Linked DNA regions of Rattus norvegicus: region 1 is linked to region 2. Evidence: chromatin contacts called from public Hi-C data. All regions are on one chromosome and are shown on one strand. The core of a region is the stretch at or near the end of the contact, and the rest is flanking DNA. Distances in the headings are between cores, read along the strand shown.

What was found. A called contact is a pair of places that touch in the nucleus more often than the background predicts.
Region 1: a Hi-C map of liver shows a contact between it and region 2, with 1.9 times the contacts expected there. The contact joins two enhancer-like sites. A contact is called at or near these places in 2 of 12 Hi-C or Micro-C datasets (both in liver).

What each region holds. Positions count from the first base shown.
Region 1 is chr17:1,944,712-1,949,905 of GRCr8, reverse strand. It overlaps Aopep (aminopeptidase O), which reads left to right. Exons shown (of 17, transcript NM_001012346.2): 6 at 2,364-2,553. Among named protein-coding and RNA genes, the nearest start is that of Mir23b, 130 kb to the right of the region's middle. Within about 2 kb of position 2,960, at least 4 of the 93 cell types and tissues checked have an H3K27ac peak or open chromatin away from gene starts, as enhancers often do. A contact at or near this core is called in liver, where this site is marked.
Region 2 is chr17:1,828,184-1,833,270 of GRCr8, reverse strand. The region is part of intron 14 of Aopep (aminopeptidase O); the gene reads left to right. Among named protein-coding and RNA genes, the nearest start is that of Mir23b, 11 kb to the right of the region's middle. Within about 2 kb of position 2,105, at least 5 of the 93 cell types and tissues checked have an H3K27ac peak or open chromatin away from gene starts, as enhancers often do. A contact at or near this core is called in liver, where this site is marked.

The DNA.
Region 1 (5,194 bases), core at 1,711-4,210, 120 kb before region 2:
GCCAGAAGAGAAGCCTGAGCCAACTGCTTAGTTCTGAAAATACAGGACTGGACTGTGTACCTGGGAGTGGGCCGTGCACATAAAGGTCACGGTAGCCTAGACATTCAGAAAGCTCTCAGTTGTGGGGCGCTGTCCATGCTAAGGGACCTGCTAATAAGGGGACATTGACTGTTGATCCTCAAAGTAGGCTGAGGTGTGTTGTTGTCCTCATTGGCTACTGAGGAAAACCGTGCTTTAAAGTCTAACTACCTTGAGGGATTCTGACATTCAGATCAGAAAGAGGAGAGGAAAGTCGTAGTTATCTTTTATGTCCCAAGTTTGTGTAACACCTTTAAGGATGGCACTGAAAGCTTGAAAGCAGGGTCCCACGTGGACGTTGGTCACTGGGAGAACTCTGAGTGATAACAGGGTTATTGTAACCCTGTCTAGTGTTAGACAGTTTCCTGCACACTTCCTTCTTCCCTAAAGGACAGTAGGAAATTGTTTACTGTTGTTTACTGGGAAGAAAGCATGGATGACAGGAGATGGGGACTTCAGATGGCTCCCAGGGGTATCCTGAGTTCAGGAAGGTGAGGAGGGAAGTCTTGTGGAGATGACTGCTTGCTCGTGGGGAACAAACAGAAAGAGGGAAGATGAAGCTCACTCCGGCAGCCACTCCTGTGACTCCTCTCCTGGAGTAGTCATTCATGGCCTCCACTGGAACCAAGCGACTGACCCTAGTCAGAGGCAGTCCCTCTACAAATCCACTCATCCCCTTTGAACCTTCCTGGCTTGAGTCAGAGTCAGCTGTCTGATCCTTGCCCACATAGCCATGACTGTCACAGTGGCCACTGGACTCTTTCCAGAGATGAGCCTGCTCATACAGTCTGAAGTTTTGTTTTAGCTCACGGGGGCACTGCTGCCAGCAGTATGTCTGGAATGTTATTTACTTGTGCATTTCTGTGGCTTTTCATGTAGCGTCGCCCTTGGCAGAGCCAGGGGTCATTCACTTGAGAATGCCAGGCTGTGCCATTTGTCTTCCTTGGTAAGGTAAAGGGAGGCTGGCTCCTGTGCTGGGAGGTTCCCTCACTGCCTGCCTTCTTACATTTTTGTCTGAGCTAGTAATCTGTTTGACTCTCGGTGCCTGTTGCACCGCACCCCTTTCCCCTCCGTGCCTCAACTCTGCTTTAATGTGTGGGGTTTCTGTGGGCTTTCCGGAAAGCCTGGCAGATGCTTTTTCATCTGCGCGCCTGCCCTGTTATTACTTCACATGAAAGCTGTCTATTTTGGCAGTCCTGACTCCCGCGATTGCAATTTAGCTCTCTGAGCTGAATGGGTGATATTGTGCAAGGGAAATATAGGTGGGGTTTTTCTCTAATGGGGGCTGTGGGGGCGGACCAAAAAGCTACATGCTGCTGCCTTGGCTTGTGCAGAGCTGACATGATGGCAAACAAATAGGCTTTGAAAGAAGGAGCTGATTCCTTACTTTGGGAGTTCTCACAACTCACTTGCTTTAATTGTTAGATTTGTTTTTAAAGAATAAATTCTTCATTAGGAAAAACATAAACAAGTTCTAGATGAATGCTAAACACTGAAGGTGGGAGCAAAGTGAAGATCCTGTCCGTCCTTTCTGACAGACACTTCCTCCCACATCATCTCTACAGTTTTAATCATGGTATTTGGAGTCACAGAAGGAACTATGGGAACTGAGATTAGAAGTGTCGGCATACAGGGCCAACCCTTGGGCCATTTGCACCCCTGGGAGTAATAGTGCTCCCTGGTCACATGAGTCTGTAAGGGCCTGCAGCTTACATGGAAAGACTTTGTTTGCAGTCACTGGGCTCTTCTCTGGGCTACCTACAGAGTCTCCTCTTTGGTTGTTAACTCCACAGTCAGCTCTACTGTGAAATGGAAGATTTGGGGGTTCTATTCTTTTTGGCTTTTCCTGGCCTTCCGAGTGACGTCCTGATTTGCCTGTGATCTGCTAGAATTTTTGGCTGAACGACTTCTTTGATCATTCTCGTGACAGCATGGACTTCACCTTCTCACACCTGTTCTTCTTTTACAGTCCAGATCTCAGAGTAAACGTTTCCATTGCCTTGTAATTTTTTTCAGCATAAACCTTAGTGCAGGTTACTTATTACAGGCAATAGCAGCTTGATGACGAAGACAACTGCTGGCAGACACAGCAACCTGAGCAGCTGCCAGAAATGTAAACTGCCACTTGATTTGGGTCTAAAAGCATCGCAACCGCATCTATCCATCATGATCCGGCATGCACACAGTAATAACAGACTCTGTGGGCTAAGAAAGCCGCCCCACTGAGTAGCCACAGGGACAGGTGCTAACAGGACTCCACGTGTTTTTTCTCCCATTATCTGCAGCCCACACATCATCTTCCTCTCTCAGAGCACCTTGACAGGCACAAGCCATCTCTGCGGGACCCGTCTTTGCCATGAAATTGCTCATGCCTGGTTTGGCCTAGCCATAGGGGCCCGAGACTGGACAGAGGAGTGGCTCAGCGAAGGATTTGCCACTCACTTGGAAGATATATTTTGGGCTGAAGCACAGCAGGTGGGTTCAAAGAATTTCCCTACTCAGAATCTGGTTCTGTTTTCACTCACTCATTCACTCATTATTCATTCAGTAGTTATATGCTGACTGCACTGAGCACTGTTTGCTGAATAAATCACTGTAAAGCCTCGTCCCTTCGTCCCTTCGAGTTCATGATCTAGAGGTGGAGGGAAGAGACAACAAAAGACAGAGCAATGTGATAAGTGCTGTAAGGAGAGAGGGGCCTCACACAGAGTAGGGGGAGATCAGAGTGGAAGGAGCTGGTTTATGATAAGTACTAGAGAACGAGCCTCACACAGAGCAGAGGGAGCTGGTTTGACCTTGACCCTGAAGTCAGAGAAGACCTCTGAGCACACATGTTTGAGCAGAGGCATGAAGAAGGTCAGACTCCTGCATTGCCTAATCCCATATAAATACACAGGATGTTTTGGTTTGGTTTTGGTTTTGTCTTGTCTTGAGACAGGGTCTGGCTGTGTAGCACCAGGCAGCGTGGAGCTTCCTATATAAACCAGACTGGACTTGAGCTTATATGAGTACTCTTGCCTGCCTGGCTATGGGGCTTTTTAAATAATCAGATTCAAATGTTGACCCCTAGTGGGTGTGGTTCATACTGGGTGAGGCTAAGGCAGGAAGATGGATAAGAGTTGAGGCCAGCTTAGTCTTCATAAGTTCCGGATCGTCAGCCAGGGTTAGATAACAAGACCCTATCTCAACCCCCTTCCCTATAAAAAAATGAATAAAAGTCAGGAGTGATATTTTGGATGAAGGTAAGGCATTTGATGCTGCGGATTAGGTGGCCTGCCGACCTGGCCTCTGCTCCTCCTCTACAGTCAGCTGTCATGTTTAAAGGGAGGCTCAGTGTGGCTGGAACAGCAAGCCCCAGTGTTTGAGGGAACTCAGGATTTCTAAATTCTTATGATGCTCACTAATTCAGAAAAGATGTTATAAACCAGGGGTAGCGGCTCACACCTGTATTCCCAGTGTGGGAGATCTTGAGCATGAATATTGTCACAGCTTTGAAGGAACCCTGGGCTATGTAGTGAGCTCAACACTGGCCTCAGCTTGACTGATACTGTGTCACAAAACACAAACAAGCAAATTTTTTATCCAGTGTACAAATTAAGGGCTGATTTGTAACACAGTGGCCATGCTTCTGATTATCCTGTAGGCTATAGGTTGAACCTATGTGTTCAGGAGCTGAGAATGTTCACTCAGTGGTCATGTGCCTCTGCTTAGCCCACAGGCCTGGACTCAACCTCTAGGATGAAAAGCACGGACCAAACCCTCTTTCAGTGCCTCCACTCTAACCTTGACCCGAGCTTTCCTGAGTATGGGACTGCAGAGCCATTTCCTACCTTCTGTCTACTTCCTGATCCTGGGGCCACTCCTTTTCTTCACGGTCTCCATCCTTGCCACCCTGGCTTCTTGGAACTGTTCTAAAACTCCCAAGTTTGTTTGCACTGTTTGATTTTTGGTCAAGAACATTCTGCCTGGTGAAACCTTGTGTTTCAGTGGCCGGCTTAAGGCCCCATCAAACTGATTCACACCCCAAACTCCCCAACACAGCTTTGCTGGACTCTGGAGTCCTGCTGCTTCTGCCATGTGTGATTCTTATTCTCACTACAGAGACAGAGTCATCACACAGTGTTGCTGCCTCTCATTGTCCTCTTGTCCCAATCTGTATACCCCGCTCCAAAGAAGCTACCCCGTTGACTGGGTCCCAGCTCACCTGCTCACTGGCTTTCTGAGTACAGGCAGGATATACAGCTTCCTTGGACCTCGGCTTCCCCCTGGGGGAAATAGGTCTAAGAAGGCTCATATTCGCAAGTTGGATGAAATAACATGTGAGTGGGATTAACACATCCTAGACACACAGAGGCTGTGTATGAAATGCCGTTTGCTTCCACCCTGGGTCAGTTGGCATTTTGCAAAGGGTGAATATCCGTGTGCTCTGTCTTCGTCTCCCCTGAGTAGTTCCTCTCTAAGACAAGCAAACGGGAGCTCCCAAGTTCGTTTCAGCCCTCCCACAGGGTCTGTCTCTGACAGAGCAGGCTGAGCTGCGTTTCTATGTCTCAAGGCTGTCATGTCTTCCGTGGCCTTTCTACGTTTAACCTATGGGACTAAAAGGTGGTGGCCAAGAGAAAGCAGTTCATGGAAGGAAAGAGAGAAATACCAAACCAAAGAGCAGATGAGTGTCAGGTACTGTGCACATTCAAAGTTAGAAGAGGCCAGAAAGCCTTATGGAGAAACTGCCTGCTGCTGTGGCTTTAGGGAAAGCAGAGGCTAGGCTCTTTCCACTACTCCTGTACCCATAACCTTCTATAGGGGCCACCTCACATCACCTTCCCCAGTGCATGTAGTAACTTCAACATAAAAGAATGCCAAAGCCCCTTGGGCAGACAGTTTTCTAGAGTACTCCAGAGAGTTTAGGGAGGTTTCTAGAGAACATCTATCACTCTGATCCTGTCCTCCAAGGGCCAGCCTGATAAATATCCCTTTTGTGTCTTCCTGCAGGAGAGGGCATGAGGGATAAGGACAGGACTCTTCTCTGAGCCATAGCAGCTCCAGTAGAGAAGAGGGTGACAGAATGCAGTGCTGGTGATGGCTTCATGGAGACATGCACTGCAGCACTGAGCCCAAG
Region 2 (5,087 bases), core at 856-3,355:
AAAAGGCAGCTTTTAAAATCACGTGATGACTGTCTAACACTTGCTAACAGCCTAGGGTAGGGTTCGATAGCTAACAACATTTAGGAGCCACCTGGAGCCCACTCCGCCCCACCAAAAGCTTTAGAGAATGGAACTTTGGGAGAGGCAAGTTCTTCTGGTAGAAGAGGAAGACAGACCAGCAAGGGTGGCAGCAGGCTGGTACGGAACAGTGAGCCCATGCTGTGGCACCCAGAGAAAGCCTCTGTAAGCATCTGCAGCAGCACCTCTGTGTGGGCTGCCTGTGGAGATACAGGCTGTCTCTCACAGACCCTTCTCTACATTGCTGGCTGTGTCAGAGAGCCTGGCTAGCCTCAAGTAGCTCCAGGCCTCCTTGCCTCCAGCAGAGTCTAAGTAGCAAGATGAGGTAGAAACTGACCCTACTGAGGCCAGGTGTGGGTCTCCAGTGCAGCCCTAGGTTTGAAGCAGTTGTTAACACAAGCTTTGCACCAAGGCCTTAGCACCCATGGCCCTGCCCCAGGAGGTCAAGGCCTATGAGTAGAAACAATGCCACAGCACCAGCTGCCTCTTCACGGTTGCTGGAGACCCATGGCTGCCCTGGGTAACAGTGATACAGGGCCTCATCACCAAGACTCCAACCTGGTCAGTCACCAACCACTACTGTTGAATACATCATTGTGAGAGGACACTCTTAAGATGGGTATTCAGATCGAATATAAAACAAGAAAGTAATGTAGAGTGTTGAAAGACAGTAAGGGAACTGGTATTCGGGGTAGAAATTAAGGTTGGGTGTGGTAGCATTGATCTTTAATCCCAATACAGAGATGCAGAGGCACACAAATTTTGGAGTTCAACGTCAGCCTGGTGTACACAGTGAGTTCAAGGCCAGCCTGGTATACATCTCACAGAGAAACTCCCTGAGGACATCTTGATCACTGTGTGTTCCACCTGGCAACTCACAGCTACAGTGTTCAAAGCAGTAGACACATCTTTGTGGTACAGAGGACCCGGAGTGTTGTGATTGAACCCAGGTGGCACATAAGGGCCGCAGGCTTCAGAGTCCGACTCAGTGTCTTCTGTGTGAAAAGTCAGAAAGGTGCTTGTGAGCTCAATAGTTAGGCAGGCCTGTTTGCAGCCCTGCCTCCTCTAACGTGGAGAAGAGGCCCTGTGTCCGCCTCTCTTTAGCTGTATCCACACCCCCTTCCTTGTGCTTAGTTTGTAACAGTGTCTTTACGCACTTTTCAGTCAGGAAAGTATTGCTTAGATTTTTTTAGTGGTTTTCTTCTTTGTTACTTGGTTCAGTGTTCACAAAAGTTTTCTGTGGAAAGCCAGCAACAGACAAGAGTCTCCTATTTTTCTGTGATAAGAGGCTTTTTTTTTTTATAGCTGACCTAAAATAACAAAAGTAGAGATTTGCCTTTCTTTCTTTCTTCCTTCCTTCCTTCTTTCCTTCCTTCCTTCCTTTTTTTTAAACGTTCTCTGCTCCTGAGGCTGGAGACTTTCCTTAACTGTAAATTATTACAGCGCACTGGTGCACTGGTTGGCCAAGTGTCTGTTAAAGTGGATAGACATGAACAAAAACCTGAGGAATGGAGAACATATTCTGGCCTGTTTTCTTCAGAGAGCTTTTTAGGGACTTGTGGGCCGAGGAAGTGTGTAGGGGCTTGAAGCATCGTGGTAGCCTGCTCAGAGCAGAGGCTTTCCTTTCCGTGTCTTACTGCTGTCATCTACTCTGTGACTACATTGCTTCCATGGGAGGGAGAGCTGTCCCGGCCTGGTCACTGTTTCTACCAGCAGCAAAAGTCCTCTTTTTCTGGAGATACCAGGTACCACATGTCACCGGAAGAGGGTGAGTGGTGCTGTCACCTCCTGATCTCAGAACCAGTTTGAAAGGTGTCACTGCTGAGTGTAGTCCTGGAAGAGAAAGCCATAACTGTCTGGATCCATTGCAGGGCTCATGTCTGCTCCAGTTCTCTTGACTGGCACTAAGCCTTCCTTCAATGGTATTAAATCATCAAATGAAACTCTATGTGTACAGGGGCAGGGAGACAGGGGAGGGAAGACGAGGCTCTGCCTAGATCACGGGAACGTTTCAAGCACAGGTGAGGTGAGGCAGCTGTGTCCTGCTTGCTTTGTTTGTGTTGGACATCTGTCACCACCCTAGGCCCTCCTCTAAACTGTTTGCACGCTGGTGTGGTAGCTGCAGCAGCTGAAACAGTACTCGGTGTGGCACCACAGACAGAGTGGCCGACACATGTCCCTCTTTGTGTCTGTGTGTGCATTCTTGTGCATGAGGTTTGGCCAGCCTTGTGTGTCATTGTTCCTCAGGAGCCATCCATTTTGTTTTGTAAGACAGGGGTCTCTCACCTGTTAGGCTAGGTTGGCTGGCCTGTCTTCATAGCTGCTGGAATTAGAGGCTCACCATTCCTCATATTTGCAAGGCAAGAACTTTACTCATCGAGCTCTTTCCAGTCTCCAGGTGTCACTCCTAACACGGGCTCAGGAATTTACTAACATGTCTGTACAGCATCTACTGAAGTAAGGTCTACTTCTCTTTATTAGAAAAATAATGTTCAAGTTGCAGTCCTTTGGGAGCAGGGAGCAGTGAGGGAGGAGGAGGAGCAGTAGAGTAAAACAGACGCTCAAAGTTCTGTGTGGCTCACACACCACGACTGACAGTCGTTTGTTCTCTCAGGAGAGAGAGCAGGCCAGTACCTACCATTGCGGACACCCCTGAACAGTTCTTAGCTGGCAGTGCCATCAGCCTATAGCCCTGCAGTGGCTGTGCCTTTCACAGTGAGCCCTCTTTAAAGCAAGTAAATCTAATTTAAGCACAAATTGAAAAAGCAGGGTTGTTTATTGCAGTGTAGACTTATTAACTTACAAAAGCCCCAAGCTTTCGTCTTTCTGTTTACAGATATAAAATGAAACTCCAAATGGGGTTTAATGGGCTTCCCAGATCATGTTCCCTGGACAGATTTTTTTTCCTTTAGCAGTAAATTTCAAAATCAAAAGGACTGAGAAAGAAAGGGGCTTCCTGTCATAAATAGGATGGGTGGTATTCTTCAAAGCATTTTATAGCTTCCAACTGTGCATTATAATTTCAAAGTCACTGAAAGCATTCTCCATTTGTAGAAGCACTGTCCATTCAGAAGCATGCTGCAAGCAGGCGCTGTGCTTGAATGCCAGTGGGAGCAGTGGCTGTCTTGCTTTCCCAACTTGCCGCAGAACCCTGCAGCATTGCCACCTAGCGACTTGGCAGCCAGCTTGGTCGCCCTGTTGGCCTGCCTCAACACTGGTTCTTCAGCAAATAAAGGCTTCTATCTGAGACTGACTTTCTAACTGTTACAAACGTGACGTGAGGATTTAAACTACTAGAACTGTCAGTAGACACCGAGATTCCAGGTTTTTCTAATATTTGTACACCAAAGTTTGGAAAGCACAAAGAATGAGCCAACCCAGTAATAAGCAGGCTCTGGGGAGGCTGGGTTCCTCTTTGAGCTTGCGAGTAGGCACTAACCACTGAGCTGTGGCTGTAGCACTGGGGGGGAGGGGGTCGATGGCTGACTCCTTGTTGTAACTTCATGTAAAACATTGGTATAGAAAAACCTGATAACAGGTCTATGTTAGGCAGCTGCTAGTCCAACGAATGCCTTAGATAATCAGTTTGTAAAGAGAATAGGTTCCTTTTGGCTCAGGCTACGGTTCCAGCCCCTGATTGATTAGCCCCATGACTTTGGTTGGGCCTGTGGTGAAGCATAAAGCAGGGCAGACCCACGTGCCTTCAGCCAGGAACCTCCTGCTCTCCTGGCTGCACTCATTCTCTCTGCACTGGCATCACCCTCCATGCCTGGCCAGCCCCTGTACTGTTCCCATAGGCCAGTGAGACGCAGGATCTCCCCTCTAATAATCCTTTCAGAATGAATGCTGAGACAGGAATTGGAACTGCAGGGACAGCAATAGGACTTGGGAATTGGGACCAGCACTTGGGGCTACCCTACATGTTGTGCTGGGTCCATCCCGCGGTTTCCAGGATTCCCACCTACCTTTGACATGGTAGGTTTGGGGAAGAAACACTTGGCTAGCACTGTACAACCTAGGTCATACAGCCCATAGCCTGCCCTAAAGAGCAGCTAACTAAACTAAAGAGCCGTGCCTGCCCTGTTCTTCAGGGGCAAAGTCGAATGGCCAGAGGACCAGTGGTAGCCTGCACCTGGACTTGAACAGAAAGACTGTCAGGCCCTACAGTCAGAGCTGAGGGATGCTGGCACTGCAGTGCCCTCTGTTGGAAGGAGAACTAGGCTGGGTATTGTTGTAAAAATATAAAAAATAAAAAGTATGGTTGTCTTTTACCCCCACTAGGTCCATCACCACAGTGTCCCAAGATACCTGCTGGATATCTTACCAGAAGCACACATTCCAATTCCCTGGGGGCCCAGACCAGCCACTCCACACTCCATTACACTTAAATCTACACGTGAAAGAACACACAACACAATAACCTTAGATCCAGTTGATAAGATATAATTGCCCACCTAAACATACAAAGCCCAGTACCATCCATCCCTTAAAAACATTTGTAACAACCTGTAAATACACAGAGTGGATCTTAAGGACACCTGCCATATTGTCCTGCCACAGCTTCTCTCCATGTCCCTCCAGTCTCTTCCCTTTCCCTTCCAGTCTGCTCCTCTTCCTTCAAACCTCTCTCCCGCCCATCCTTCCTTCTCATCCAATGACAGGCCTCCTTCTATCCTGTACCTACCCTTCACCCTCCTGGGGCAGTGGAATTAGCATCAAAATACAGATAACTCCAGGGCAAACCACAACAGGGTATCAGCTGTTTCCAGGAGAGATCACTAAATGTGGGGGTCCCTGATGGTGGTGAGGGTCATAACCCTGAATTTGAGGCACAGTTCAGGAATAAAAGCAGCCTTCTATCGGTCCCCAGCTCCGAAAAAAAGAAAAAAAAAAAAAAAAAAGCAGCCTTCTAGGTGGCACTGCTTTAAGACTGCATATATCAGAGGAGCAGGGTTCCTCTGTGTTTTCAAGTGAAAAGCCTTTCAGCTCTGACGGAGCTTCTGGTTCAC